2 separate regions of the Rattus norvegicus genome follow, and region 1 is linked to region 2. The links are chromatin contacts, called in public Hi-C maps. All regions are on one chromosome and are shown on one strand. The core of a region is the stretch at or near the end of the contact, and the rest is flanking DNA. Distances in the headings are between cores, read along the strand shown. Region 1 overlaps Prox1 (prospero homeobox 1). Region 2 has its middle 130 kb from the start of Prox1.

Evidence for each region. A called contact is a pair of places that touch in the nucleus more often than the background predicts.
Region 1: a Hi-C map of liver shows a contact between it and region 2, with 4 times the contacts expected there. The contact joins two enhancer-like sites. A contact is called at or near these places in 4 of 12 Hi-C or Micro-C datasets (hepatocytes, kidney and liver).

Annotation. Positions count from the first base shown.
Region 1 is chr13:104,207,116-104,209,938 of GRCr8, reverse strand. All of the region lies in intron 4 of Prox1 (prospero homeobox 1), which reads left to right. Among named protein-coding and RNA genes, the nearest start is that of Prox1, 42 kb to the left of the region's middle. Within about 2 kb of position 1,263, at least 20 of the 93 cell types and tissues checked have an H3K27ac peak or open chromatin away from gene starts, as enhancers often do. A contact at or near this core is called in hepatocytes and liver, where this site is marked.
Region 2 is chr13:104,124,500-104,127,243 of GRCr8, reverse strand. No RefSeq gene overlaps it. Among named protein-coding and RNA genes, the nearest start is that of Prox1, 130 kb to the left of the region's middle. Within about 2 kb of position 1,368, at least 3 of the 93 cell types and tissues checked have an H3K27ac peak or open chromatin away from gene starts, as enhancers often do. A contact at or near this core is called in hepatocytes and liver, where this site is marked.

The sequences.
Region 1 (2,823 bases), core at 14-2,513, 83 kb before region 2:
AAATTTGAACACCAAATCCATTCCCAACCGGTCTTATCATTTTGAAACTATGTTTGCCTAGCTTTGTAGTAGGAAGGGACAGACTGTTTTGAAGGCCACATACTTTTCAAACCTTGGTTGCAACACGTTTGCCCCATTTTGAAACTGTCTTTCTCCAGCCTAGGGAAAGGGAAATCTGTTTGACAAAGTGGCACTCTGGCCGGTTTATCTTGTAGCATAGCTCACTGAGTCTATTGATTTTCTTAAATTAATGTTTACAGAATGCTACTGAATTTTGCTCAACAGAACATTGTTCTTTTTTGCAGCTTTGTTTTAGAATGAAGGGGGCGGGTGGGGGGAGAGGAGGCACAGACTATTATACCATATGTTCTTTTGCTTAGACCAAGGGAACACAGACCCCCTCCCCCGCCCCGTGTGTGTGTGTGTGTGTGTGTGTGGTGTGTGTGTGTGTGTGTGTGTGTGTGTATGGGGTGTGTGTGTGTGTGTGTGTGTGTGTGTTAAACTTTTCCTAAGAATATTTATTCTTCAGGTGTTTAAGGAACTAAATGTGTAGTTAGGAAATAGGTTCACCCTTGGGGCCCCACATTACACAGAGTATTAAACTAATTGAAGTCTCCAGGGTGCCTGAAAGTTGAATGCCGGCTGCAGCATCAGAGAGAGGGAGGACTTAGGCCTAATCTTAGTTGTTGTGAAGACATCCATTTAGTCTGCTCTAACTCTGGAGGCGGCCTCCTTCTGCACACTTAGAGAGAGCACTCGGGGCATCCTAATCAAACTTGTTAAGAACTCAAAACAGGACGACTTACTCTTAGATCATGGCACTCGGGGCTAATACATACCCAGTCTGTAAAGAGGACTCAAAACTGACTCTTCCCAAGGAAGAACACACTTCTGTTCAGCCCCTGACACGACAGAAGATGAGGCCTTTGAGTCCCAGTTATGAAATAACCAACATAAAGCACAAGGCATCTTTCTCCATGTGCTGGCCCAGCCAATAACATCACCCAAGCAGACCCCAAACCAGGCTTTGGGCTTGCTCACTAAACCTCGGAGAGGGGAGATGCTTCATGGGTGGCAGAACTCTCTTCTGAAGTCTCTGTCCATGGGTTCACTTGGGCTTGCCTTCCCATGCACATTCCCTGGACAGAGAAGGTACTGGGAGAGAATCCCACAGTGCACCAAGAGCATCCTGAACCTCCTCCTCTTCTGAAAGGCCGGGGAGTCGGGGCTGTCCACATAGCACAGCTGCACGCCTGGCTGATATCATGTGACCATATTTCACAGGCCTGTGATTTCTCTGTTCTGCTCCTGGCAGGTGTTAGGGTGACCAAGACAGAGGCGAAGAGCTGCCATGCCATAGCGTGTGTGTCTGTTCTGACTGGTAGTCTGTGAAGAGTGATGCACCATCCGAGTTCATCCTCTAACCCCACTCTTGAGCAGTACAGGTCCCCAGCTTAAGCCACTGCTGTCAGGAGACAGGCCTCTCCTCGATCAATATTTACTTACCAAACAGCAGGGATGGGCCAGTTTGTTTAGGGGAATCATGTGCCCACCGGGGTGAATGGCTCCGAAAGAACTTCAGTGTTTGTCTCTTTCCTGGGACCTTTGTGTCCCAAGCATGCCCATGTGGGGAAGATAGATGCCCTTTCTCTCCTGAACTCTTCCAAAGACATTCAGAAGTCATCTTGTGGGGAGGCCTTGGTGTCTCTACTTGGTGGACTGCCCTGTTCCTACGTGGAGTGGGTTCGTGGTGTGTATTTAGTTTTGAAGAACATTTTAGAGTCTGATTTTCTCAGCACACCTCTGTACAGGGTACACATTATAGAAAGGACACAGGGATTAATTAAGAGTATATATGGAAACATACACGTACATGTGTGTGCAAAATATATTAAAATATATAACTATATAAACATACAACCCCCCCACCAAAGGCTCTGCAAATTTTCAGTGCTGAGCCTCAGATGTATTTAACTCTCCTCTTAACTACGAACTCGGGAGGGCCCAAGTCGAGAACACTCTTCTTTCAACTTGCCAGCTTCACTCCCTGTGACTCGGAGGCATCTGTGTTGAGCTGGAGGGGTTTTGTTTCAGTCGGTGGGGAGGGTCTGTGGATGCTGGGGGTGGGGGAGTTATTTATTTATTTGATTTGGTGAGTCCCCGAGTTGTAAAAAGCTGTCTGAAATATTCATGCACAACGGTCTGAGAAGCCGGTTTCTGTTTTATTTACTGCACAGTAGAACAGCCACAGCGGATTAGTTCTACAATACCCGTAACAAAAGCCCAACAGCTGATGCATGTGATGTTGGGAGGTGACAAAACAGTTAAAGTATGCTGCTGGCTATGGGCAAGCCGTCAGCAGATGCAGACAAAAGGCCTGTGACAAGAATAACTCTCTCCAAGGCGAGCAGTGAAGAGTATCCAAAATACCAGCACCCTTTTCTCCTTGACATTGTCTTCTCCAAGTCAGCATTTTATTGCCCTTTTATAGTATTAAAAAAAAGTGGAGAAGGAAAAAAGAAAGAAAACCCACACACGGACGGATTCACCAAAATACAAGCAGGGCTCTCTTTTCTCCCTCTCAACCAGCCCTGTCATCCTTACACACATCTTCCGTTTTTATGTTGAAGTTTGGGGGACGTGGAGGGATTAGCTTAAAAGATAGTGTCAAAAACACCTTCCTTACTGAGATTGGGATCTATTGATAGGCTGAAATGGTCATTGGGTGGTGGTTCTTGGGGAAGGGCTGTGGGGGAATTGGGGGGGAGGAATACTTGGCGTGTTTTCTATCCATTTCAGTAAAGATGATTCTATCGGTGAGCT
Region 2 (2,744 bases), core at 119-2,618:
GGAAATTACTCATTATAGTAAAATAGTTTATTTCCATAAATGTTTTATTTCCTCCTAACACTTACCACCAAAACACACACTTAATTTGCTCTCTTTGGGTCTATTCGTTCCTCCTGGAGATGCAGAGCCTTCCTCCAAAACAGGGAACAGAGGTCTTGCCCGCCGGTCGCCTGTCCGCCAACAGATAAAACTCTGCAGAGTGCAGCATCTTCCCACTGCAGCCCCCTCCCCCAGACTGTCTCTGCAGGTGCTCTTCCAAGAGAATCCTGGAAAGCACACAGGAGTGTCCTCTCCAGTGACCCCATGGGAGCTCCGTGGTGGCTTTACCTGGATATTCCAAAAAGTGACATGGAGGGGCCGACCTGACATTTGCAGGAGTTCCTGAAGGCAAGCTGGTGTGAATAGGGGTGAGAGCCTTTCCAACTGTCCCCTGGCAGAAATGCTCACGGGCGAGACTGTGCGTTCTTAGTGTCTGATCACTGCCTGGAATGTGGGAGTCTGTGGGGGCTGGTGAAATGTGCTGGGGGAACTTTCCCTGTGTCTCTAGCTAAATGGTTTCCTGAGGAAATGAGAAATGGGGCTGGGATGGGTGAGAAGGAATGAAAAAATTCCAGTAAAGAATTAAAAAAAAAGATAAGACAAAAGAAAAAAAGAACTTTTGTCTTTGGAACGGGGATTGTCAGATCTGAAACTCCAGGATTAGAAATATAAGAGGCTTCTTTTTTTAAATCAAAAAAATATAGAAGAAAAAGAAACGTCTTGGCTCTGAGATTGCACAGTAAATGCTTAAAGGGTGACGGTTTGAAAGGGAGGGATTGGGGACACTTGGCACAGAGGGCTCGGAACCTGAGGTGCCTGACTCTGGACTTGGCCCAAGCAGGGCAGTTCCATTCTGCCATCCATTGATGTATGTTTAAATTTCTGAACCCCATGTGGACTGAATGGGCCTCTTTATCTCTGAACAAACAGGGAAGGAGAGAGGATCTTCCCCCACTTCTGGCCCTATCTGTATTTGTAGACCACACTGTGGGTTTTTCCATTCCAGCTGTCAATCTTCCCTTGTTGTGGTCTTGGTGGGGGGGGGGGGAGGAAAAGTTCAGGAGCCAGGAGCAGTGAGCTAGCCAAGGAGCAAGCTCAGTCAGAGTCAACTCCACTCTGAGTGTGACAAATCTTCAGGTTATGCTGGTCATCCTTTCCTTGAAGAAAGAGGGTATTGGGGACCTCAGGGATTCTGTGTTTCCACCCTTACCACCACACGATGCACCCCAACTTCACCTGGACCCCTCGCAGCAGTGCACAGGAGTGCCCCAACACGCACTATCCCTCACCCACAGCCCTACAGGACACAGCTGAGTCTCTAGCCTCAAATGCCATCCGCGGTGACAGGCTCAGCTGGCACAGAAAGCCTTCATGAAATGTCTTCTGCACACAGCAGCAAAGCCAATCAATGCCATTGACCGGTTTGATTTTGAAGGGGCCTCCGCGTGCCCTTAAAGGAAGACCAGGTCTTTAAACGCTAAGGCAAAACAGAGCAACCCATAAGCTGCACAAAAGCTTACAAAAAAAAAGTTGGAATCTTACGTAAAATAAACTTCCCGAGATCTAGTTATCGTTCCAAAAGAATCCTTTTAAAAAACATCGCTTGAAAACATCACAGCCATGACTCTGTCGTGTTGGCTGTTGAAAGAGCTCCCGGATAGCCTTCTCAGGAGGCCTGGAACATACCTAGGGTGAGGATGCTTCTTGTTCTGTTTGTTTGGGTTTTTTTATTTTGTTTTTGTTTTTTGTTTGTTTGTTTGCTTTGCTCGGGGTACCTTGTAGTAAGAAGCGATAGCTTGTGCCAGCCACCCCTGAGTTAGATTTCCACGTCCCTTATCCATTAATGTGTAACCTTGAGCAGATGGTCCCCATGCCTCACTTTCTTCATCTATGCCTGGGGACAAAAAAAAATCAGTAGCACAGAGAGTTTCTATGAGGATGAAATTATGCCTAACAGGGTGCCCACCGCACAGCCATTTCTCTTGAGTGGCTGCAGTTGGTCTCAAGGACAGAAAAACAATAGCATCTCCTGGGGCAGCTATAGGCAGCGTCCGGCTCTAAGCTCTTGGCGTCTGTGACTCCTTTTACTGCCTGAGACTCCCGTCTGGTGGACTGGGAGATAGGTCGGGGGTGGAGCGTTTGCTATGCAAGCACCAGGACCTGAGTTCAGAACCCCAGCACCCAGATAAAAAGCTGAGCACAGTGGTGAGTACCTGCAATGCCAGCACTGGACAGAGGGAGACAGGGATCCCTGAGGCTTACCGGCCAGCCGGGTCAGCTAAGGCAGTTTCAGTGAGAAGCCGTGTGTCAAAATGGAACCTGAGAAAGACTCAACATCATCCTCTGGTCTCCAGACATGCACACGTATGTAAACACATTGCCTACAGATAAACCATACACACAGAGAACGTTTTAGGAGGGTTCCAGGTGCTCAGTACGACTTTGCCTCCTTTTAGACTCAAGGAAACAGTCAGTCCGCGGTGAATCCAGACCTCTCGTTTCACAGGTCTCCTTGAATAACAAAGTCTGGTTATGGCTCTACATAGCTAAGTTCCCGTTTTTGCCTAGAAAACCTGAGGCAAAGATTTCATCACTGGCCCCTTGTCCATTGACACTAGAGGTCAACATCCAACGTCACCCGGACTCTGCCCCTGGAAAGGCTTCAGGCCTTGTCTGGATAGTGAGCCTCTATGAAAGCTAACCTT